2 separate regions of the Sus scrofa genome follow, and region 2 is linked to region 1. A link is a contact called in public HiChIP or PLAC-seq data. All regions are on one chromosome and are shown on one strand. Each heading gives the region's core, a stretch centred on a gene start, on an enhancer-like site or on the middle of the called end of the contact. The rest is flanking DNA. Distances are from core to core; before and after follow the strand shown. Region 1 overlaps TEAD1 (TEA domain transcription factor 1). Region 2 overlaps TEAD1 (TEA domain transcription factor 1).

Evidence for each region. HiChIP or PLAC-seq counts read pairs in DNA pulled down with a chosen protein or histone mark.
Region 2: an H3K27ac HiChIP or PLAC-seq map of skeletal muscle shows a contact between it and region 1. The contact joins two enhancer-like sites. A contact is called at or near these places in 2 of 47 Hi-C or Micro-C datasets (epiblast stem cells and fetal skeletal muscle) and 1 of 2 datasets of contacts at active chromatin or transcription factors (skeletal muscle).

The regions. Positions count from the first base shown.
Region 1 is chr2:46,464,867-46,469,673 of Sscrofa11.1, reverse strand. The region is part of intron 5 of TEAD1 (TEA domain transcription factor 1); the gene reads left to right. Among named protein-coding and RNA genes, the nearest start is that of RASSF10, 130 kb to the right of the region's middle. Within about 2 kb of position 3,008, at least 26 of the 83 cell types and tissues checked have an H3K27ac peak or open chromatin away from gene starts, as enhancers often do. A contact at or near this core is called in skeletal muscle, where this site is marked.
Region 2 is chr2:46,552,299-46,556,512 of Sscrofa11.1, reverse strand. All of the region lies in intron 2 of TEAD1 (TEA domain transcription factor 1), which reads left to right. Among named protein-coding and RNA genes, the nearest start is that of TEAD1, 120 kb to the left of the region's middle. Within about 2 kb of position 1,717, at least 5 of the 83 cell types and tissues checked have an H3K27ac peak or open chromatin away from gene starts, as enhancers often do. A contact at or near this core is called in skeletal muscle, where this site is marked.

The DNA.
Region 1 (4,807 bases), core at 1,759-4,258:
TCTCTGTTTCTGTACTAGCCTCACATTAAGCTCAGTGTGTGTGTGCGTGTGTGTGCGCGCGTGAGTGTGTGTGTGTGTCCCTAATAACAATGCAAATGCAGCAGAGAGCTGGTCTTGATAACTTTTCAGCACAGAAACATGATTTTTTTTTTAAAACCTTTGAATATCTACCAAGCAGCCCTGACCTAGGAGAGGGAAAAGAATTCTAAGAGATATAAAGTTGATAGAGTAATTATAAATGAATCATTTCCAAGTGGTCCCCATGAAAAAACTTTTAAAAATTTAGAAATTGTTTTAACTCGTGCTTTTGATGTATTTTCAAGAATACTTATGAAAATACATCTTTTTCATGTGTTCTTACAACAGAGTATTGTCTGTCAGATTTCCTCCACATTGCTTAATAGTGTCTTTTAAGTGTATGGCTCTGTTAATTAAAAGAGAAATTTGAGATGAGATCTTTAAAAAAAAAAAAAAAAGACCTTAGAGATGGGAAAGCTCTTGATCAAATCTATTTTGCCATTCCGTTTATGCTTGAGTTTAATTTTTTGGTACATGTGCTTCATTTTCTGGTCTTTTAAAATATATTTCATAGAAAATACAGAGCCGTGGACAATTTAAAAATGCAAGTTTTCCCTAGTTTCTCCCCTTCCAAAATTTATGTTAAAGCACGCATCACTTTTTTTCCCCCATGATGCCCAGTTTTAGAAATGCAAAAGCATTATCGTTTGCATGGAGGGCTTTGCTTTATAATAAAAATGGTATATAGTTCTGTTCTGATTTTTTCCCCCCATACATTAAGTAAATTTGTGTTTTTGTTCTAAAGAACAAAATGTAATTTCATAGCCTGGAGTGGTGAACACTGGGACCCTTCCCCAAAGTCCTCCAACCTTTTTTATGCAAACAAGACTGGCTGTGGAATAGGACTAGTGACCAGGAAGGAGCATTTGGTGTGCCCTCTGCAGTGGGCGGCATGCTGGCTCGCTCGCACGTGTGGCTGATGGTGGCTGGCTTTTAGCTGCACTGGCTGAGCAGTTGGAAGACTAAAATAACTTCATAGCTCCTGCTTTTTAACCAAAGATGCAGTCCTCTCTATGTGGATGTAACTACCCCAGTGTTTGCTCAAGTTCTCACTCTGTTTCTAGTTTCTCTGAGCTAACGGATTAATGATGTACAAAGAAGTTGACAGACATCAATTTTGTGTTTCCATCTGCAATGTTATGACTTGCTCTTTTTCCGCACTGTGTGGTTCCTGTATGCTCACCAGGGCACTCGGCCCTGGACCAAAGCCCTGTCAATGGTGGATAAAACTGTCCCGGTCAGAGGGGATGCCCAGGGGATTCTACAAACACTCTTTCTCTCTTGGTGACTTTAAGAATCTTCCTCAGTGGAAACAATTTCGCCCTTACCTTATACATACCCAGATAAACCGATCCACAGTTGTATTTGTGTTAGCGCTTAAAAAAAGAAAACTGCCCCTTACTCTCGGCCAACCCTGGACCACTCTCTCCTGGGGCAGGCAAGAGGAGGCGGAGGCAGAACCAGAGGCAGTGGGGTAGCAACTGGCTTGGCCTTTCAGCTCCAAGAACCACCTCCGTCTTCGTACAGTTCCTTTCCTGCCTTCCTACCTCATTATTCTGGGGAAAATGGAGGCCTTTGTTCTTCCCATCAGCTAATACCAGTTGAGTGTTCCAGGCATGGCGATCATCACGGTGGGCAGTTAACAACCAATCCCCTATTCACAGAGCTGGCTGTGGAAATGGGAATGTGAAATATAGGGCACTGTGGGATAAGTGTTCACAGAAAGAGCCAAAATTAAATGTGCGGGGAATCCCGGGGACGAGCTGCTTAGAGACGGTGCTGCAGAGTCTGGGGATGGGAGCCTGGCGTTCGTGCCACACAAAGCCCCCTATGGCTTTTCCCGCGTCAGCTCACTGCAAAGTGAGTTCTGGTCCTCAGATTGTGAGGAATAATACGTAGGAAACCAGGGCTCACCCAAAGCCACCCAGCTTAGGGATGGGTGAAATCAGAATTTGAACTCAGATCTTTCTGCATTCTAAACCAGAGCTCTTTGAGACTGGGTTTCATCTAGTGGAGGCTGCTGTGGTTTTCAGGCAGCAGGTTTCACATCAGAAAACAGTATGGGTAACCTGTCACAAGCCCTCACTCCCCTTGGAACTGGGCATGCAGCCCTTATTTCCCGGCCTTCCCTCAACCCCCACACGTTAGAAGTAGGATGACTCTTTAACATTGAGCCTTTGGTCAAGGTGTGGACTTTTAAACTGCGATCAATGCTGTGATGCCGGTAACTCAGGGGCTGAGGTGGTGCTGGCTGCGGAGTGGCTGCGTTGCCCCTCAGAGGGAGTTAAAAGATAGTCGAGGAGAATACGGTGACTGTCACCTGCCTGCAGAGATGCTGCTGCCTTCACCTTCTGCGGGCATTTGGGTTAAAGATGCTCTCCTGTACCTTCCCACCTAGCCATTACCAGGCTCAGGACCGTCAGCCTTGTAGGAAGGGCAGATCTCGCCGTTCCATCTGCACTTTCTTGTTCAGCTCTGGAGACTGACATCCATGGGAGGCGGGGATGAGCATGCTCGCTGGATTCCTTGTGGGGTCAGGCTGATAGCCTTGGACTTCTTGGCCTCCTACACTGGCTAAGGAGATAAACTCACTACAGAAAGTTGACGTCATCTCAGCAGACCACAGAGAGAACTTCTGGGCAAGGGGTGGGGGTGGCAGGAAGTGTCTGCACTCACAAGAAGTGCTGTGCTTTGTCTGAGAGGATGTAGTAAGGCTTCCTGGAGGAGGTGGCTACTGACTGGCCTTCTCAGGGATCGTCCTTGCCATGCCTGCCCCAGCTGGGCTACTCACCACTGCTCCACATGCTCAGAAGTCAAAGGATTTCTGTTCTCTAGGGTGGACAAAGGCCTGTGGCCCTCCTCTGAAGACTGAAGCCAAGCTTTATTTCCTTGTCCTCCCTCTGAGTTTGAAAGAGTGAATTGCTCACACCTGGGGCCAGTGCCAGGTGTGGGGCCTGTGGGGCCCTCTTGGCTCTGAGCCTCTGAGCCTCTCTTCACTTCCTGGGGATTCACTTCTAGTAGAATTCTTTAGGCTAGTGGTTTTTCAGCCTTTTTTTTTAAGCATTGAGACTCATATTTCAGATTGAAATCTTATTTGAAAATGTCAATACATAAAAGAGGAAAAGCTGTTTTAATTAAAGCTTAGACTCTCTCATCCTTAGCAGTGGCCTCTTTGGCTGGTTATGTTGTATAAGGTTTGGAAACCCACACTGCTTTAGGCAGAAGGAAGAGGAAACGATCGCCTCTCAGCCCCCCCACCCCCCGAGCCTTTATAGGCCAGGTCAGGGGTCCCTTTAAAAGCCCATGTTTTCTACGTTCCATAGCCTATTCTGCCTAATGTTTCTGAAGTAAACAGACTCCAAAGAGAGTGGTTATTCTCCTGTCACGGTAACAGATGAGTCATCCTAGCTGCAGAAGTCATGCTCCTGAAATTCTGTTAGGATAAGTTTCAAAGGTCAGCTTTATACTTCTGCTAAGTGCAGTGTTTCTTACAGTGCTTGTGTGTGAGCCAAGTCACCTCCGAATGTGTAGACTTTAATTTTTGTTAAAAAAAATTATTTTTAGTAAGAACTTATGATTTCTATGTAGATTTGAACTTTAAAAGTGCAGAAATGATTCCTGAATTCAGTAACTTTCCATTGAGAATCCGTGTGTTCTAGATCCTTTAGTAGATGTTGGGCATATACATTTGAATAAGTAGAGTCTCTGTTCCTGAGGATCACTCCTTCTTTCTGTTGTTTTTGGCTACATTTTGTAGAAAATACAAGATTTTCAGTACATTGTCCCCACATAGGACATAGGAGGCTCTGTTTAAATTTTTTTTTTTTTTTTTTTGCTTTTTAGGGCTACGCTTTGAGGCATATGGAAGTTTCCAGGCTAGGGGGTCTAATCAGAGCTGCAGCTGCTGGCCTGCACCACAGTCACAGCAACGCAGGATCCGAGCCACATCTGCGACTACACCGCAGCTCACAGCAATACCAGATCCTTAATCCAATGAGTGGGACCAGGCATCAAACCTGCATCCTCATGGATTCTAGACAGGTTCACAACCCGCTGAGCCACAATGGGAACTCCCGGGGCTCTGTTTAACAGAATAGTGCAAAGACCACACAGTGAAAAGAATGATTAATTTTGAGTGCGGGAGAATTAAAGAAAGCCCCGTGGAGGAGGTGCCTTAGAGCTCAGCATAGAGAAGGTAGAGAATTTCCACAGAGAAGGAACCTTGAAGGCCATCATCTGGCTGGAGGCCTGAGATGGGAGATGAGATGGGGAACCAAACAGGCAGCAAATCATCCCACAGAGCAGTGAGGTGCATCTGGGGGCGTGGGGACCACACAGGGATCATTCACATTTATACTTTAGAAAGATCCCTCCAGGAGTTCCTGTTGTGGTGCAGTGGTTAAAGAATCCGACTAGGAACCATGAGGTTTCGGATTCGATCCCTGGCCTCATTCAGTGGGTTAGGAGTCCAATGTTGCCGTGAGCTGTGGCATAGGTTGCAGATGCGGCTCGGATCCTATGTTGCTGTGGCTCTGGCGTAGGCCAGCAGCTACAGCTCCGATTAGACCCCTAGCCTGGGAACCTCTATATGCTGTGGGAGCAGCCCTAGGAAAGGCACAAAGACAAAAAAAAGAAAGATCCCTCCAACCATTTTCAGAGGATAGCTGAGAATGAGGCAAAGCTGGGAGGGAGCAAGACCACTTTAGGGCTGCTATGGGAGCTGGAGGGA
Region 2 (4,214 bases), core at 468-2,967, 88 kb before region 1:
AACCTCCCAGGTCTGTGTGATTGCCAAGATAGTTTGCTCTTCGTCTTAGCTACTAAGCTGGACTGCCTTTCAGGGATGGACTAAGTAGAAGAGGAAGGAAGAGGGTTGAAGGTAGGATGAAAACAAACATTTTCTCAGGAACACTAAGGGATCTGATAGAGCTAGAGTGTGGGGTGCCTAGAAGGATGGATCAAGTGGAGTGGCTTGTGAGCTGGGGAAGGCAGGATGAGAGATAATGGAGTAATGGGCCAGGCAATTGCTTTTGGGCACTGAAATTCAACTTTTCTGCCTAAGCAGCACATTCCTGGATGCATTGGGGGTTAGAAGCCATTGTTGTAGCATATTCAGCTATGTTTCAGGAGAGCTATTCTGGAGGCCTGATGACCCATAAGGAGGCTACTGCTGTACTGGCAGAAGGGCTGAAACTGGGTCAGAGGCTATGGGAGTGACAAGGAGGGCCTAGGGTGGGAAAGGTATTTCAGATCAGTGATTCATATTAGTGATCAGGTACTAGATTAGAGCTATTACAGATCTGAAGGCTCAGTAAGTTTATTGCAAGAGAAGGGATGGTGTTTCATCTGTGTGGGCAGCTGTGCATTTTATAGAGACAGCATGGAAGGACAGTCTTATGGGGTAGAATTGGAGTTAGGACTTTGAATTGAATGGAATTTGCAGGGCTTTGGGGCTCTCCATGGAGAGGGAGCCAGCAGGAAGATATTCTGCATTCTGAGTTGAGAACAGTTTGGAAGCTAACCTCTCATGATTTGGAGCAGAAATTTTGGAGACTCTCTAGGAGACAGAGAAAAGGCAAAGAGGAAGGAAGACTAAGAAGAGAACCCATTTGAAGCATTGAGTCAATATCTCAAGCACCAACTCAGTGCTCCTGTAAACATCTTCGTAAGCGTCTCGCCTGTCAGATGACACCCTGCAAGTGCTGGTACAAGGGAGCCTGAATTCCCACATTTTTACTGTACTAAGTATAAGCCGAAGTATTTAAGTTTGGCATGCTGATGGAAACGCACATGATTTTTTTTGTAGATTAACAGAATGCTGACTGTCTTGGCATGCTCTAGTCAGTGGCTCCCTAGGGTGTTAATGGGGTTGAACCCCAATCCAGCGTGGCTCCTTCCTTTTCCTCATGCCAACTCTGGTCTGGGCCCAAAGTGTTATTTCCTTCCTCCCAGGATGCTTGGGAGTGTTGCTGAGTTTCCTTCGGCAGTGTGCATTGTGAGGCATCAGCCACCCAGTTAACTGCAGCTCCTACCGCTGAGAAGTGCAGACTTGCAGTGTGCTGTGGATAACAATGACAAGCTGCCCAAAGCCCCTGGCAGGCGTTCAGGGTGTAGGGGAGCCTTGGGGGCAGAGGGGACGGGGGTCAGCTCTCTTTCAATATCTGATTCAATTTGCTCTCTTGGGGCCAGCCTGAGGGTCTAGAAGACTGAGAAAGCCCAGAGGCAGTAGGTGTGACCTGTAAGAAGAAGCAGGGCCTGCCCTCTCTTTGTGTCAGATCAAAGACTGACTTTTCAGTTACTTCACACCTTAATGTGAGGATGCTTCTGAGCCAGTGCTGGGCTCCTGGTGGCCTATGCCTGGGAATTGGGGGGGACGTGTGGGCCTGCATATGTGCTGTGCAGGCCCAGTGTGGGGTGGGTAGGACAAGAGCCTCTCCCAGCTGCTCTTTCAGCATTCAGAGCTGGAGGGATCTGGAGAAATGATCCCTGTCTGCTCAGTTTTCATTTTGGGAGCCTCTGCCCACTGGTGCCCTGTCCCCAGTTCCACTGCTGGGGAAGAGCTGGCCTGGTTTGATCCCAGCTGCTCCTACACGACTCTTCCCTCCTGTCCCATAGATCCTGGGCTTTAGGGCACCAAGGTCATCCCCAGTTTGGCCTGTACCTAGGGTGACCATATAACTTAATGTCTAAATGAAGACACTTAGGAGAATAAAATAGAGCAATGTTAATAATAACCCCAGAAAACAGAAATAAACTGGGATCCTTAACTCACCCAGCGAGGCCATGGATTGAACCTACCACCTCATGGTTCCTTGTCAGATTCCTTTCCCATGCACTACGATGGGAACTCCTGTATTTGCACTTTTGGCTTAGTTCTTATCCCCACCTCAGGTGGTCCTTCCCCACCCCCTTTCCCCAGATCCCATGACCCACCTGACTTTGGATGCCAGAAACTTACAGATCCCATCCCGGTCCTTTGACATTTGGTCTACAGCGTAGAAACCTTGGGGCTGTCCCACGTTGGAAAGCTCAGGAGATGGGAAGCTGGGAAATAACTATGGGACGCATACCTTTGAAAATCCATGACTATTCAGAATGTCAATATGCATAGTATGGGTATTCATAATTTACGAACTTATTTTTATTCTAAGCTCTAAACTGTTTTCACCTAAATTCCACCTTTCTCTCACCTGTTACAGAAAGTGGTGTACAGGTATGTACAGATAACAAGAGAAACATCCTGTTCTGGGACCATATAGCCCTGGATAGAGCTCAGAAACAGGCACAGAGTCTTCTCACCCAGGAGTGTGAGGGGAGCTGGGGAATTAGGGACTTGTTTATGCTCTGGCTGTGTCGTTTCTACGGTCACAGAGGTGGGGGGGGACTTGAGCATCTGGGCTTCTCTGTGACCAGGCCAAATGGGGATTTAGGAAAAGAAGGTGTTCCTTTTTGAGAGCAGAGGAGGCAGAGATGAGAGCTCTGCCTGGTGGCTCTCTCAGCCTGCACAGGCCCATTTTTCCACCCAGAGCTGGCAGAACCCGGGTCACCAGAGACCCGGATGAAGAGAGTCTGAAGAGAGGAAATGGCTTCTCGCTTGGTCCTTTGTGTGCTCGACTTCTGCCTTACCCAGTGGCCCGAGTGGCCTGGATTTGACCTTTCTGCAGTGGGACTAAGGGTGTCGGATTTAGGAAATAGAAAATTGAATTGCAGATAAAGAATGATTTTTCATGCACATATCCCATGCCATAGGTGTATTTTTTATGACAACCCTAGTTGGTAGGGCTTGGCCAGATTTTGCTTTCCCCTGGAGCACACTGTAACCAGTCATAGTAGGACTTCACTCAACAGGTATTTATTTATTTATTCATTTATTTTTTTGTCTTCTGTCTTTTTAGGGCCACACCCACTGCATATGGAGGGTCCCAGGCTAGGGGTCCAGTCAGAGCTGTAGCTGCCAGCCTACACCACAGCCACAACAATGCGGGATCCGAGCCACATCTGCGACCTACACCACGGCTCACGGCAACGCCGGATCCTTAACCCGCTGAGCGAGGCCAGGGGTTGAAGCCACGTCCTCCTGGATGCTAGTCGGGTTCATTAACCACTGAGCCACAACAGGGACTCCTCCACAGGTATTTATTGAGTGCCAGCTGTGTACTGCTCTAGGCACTGGGGATAGGGCCGTGAGCAGAATGCAACAGGAGTTCCTGACCTCACATCTCGTGGGTGGGGGTGATAGACAATGAGAGAGATAGTTAGGCTGTGAAAGAGAGAAAAAAGAAATGAAGGCATGAAAAGGAGATGGGAAGTTTCACACCTGAAGGAGGGTAGGGGTCAAGCAGACATTTGGGGAAGAGCATTCTAGGCAGAGGGAGAGTACACACACTGCAAAGCCCTGGCGTGCCTAGTGGGCTTGAGGAGCCTGAGCGCCAGTGTGGCCGGAGTGGTCAGCAAGGGGGAAAGTGTAGGAGATGAGCCAGCGAGGTTATGAGGAAAGCGTTTGTAGAGCCCTGGAGGCCTCTGTAATGATTTTGGCTTTCGTTGTAGGACGGGGTGGGGGTGGAGTGATAATCGGATTAGGAGAGCAGACCCAAAGCCATCTGGGGTCCTGGACCCCCACCCTGTCCTCAGGGGTGAACTTTGGGACCCAACACACCTGCATGTCATTTGGAATAAAGGACATTGCTCCCTGGACACAGCAGCACTTTATAGGATCTTGAATTTCTGCCCTCCTAACTTTCCCAACTTTCCTCCTCATTTGAACGGAATGTTCCTAGTGAAGAAGGGGGGACATGTTATCATTACCTGTCCATTTCTGCCAACCACTGTGTGACATACCTGGTTTGAGAGACAAGTCCTTAATGTCTCCTGTTAAACTGGAGAGGAAGGATTAGTGACATGCTAGGTACATATCTGGAGTTTCCAGAGCCAGAATGATGATTCAGTAAAAATATATCAATTTTTTGTTGGTATGAGAAGATG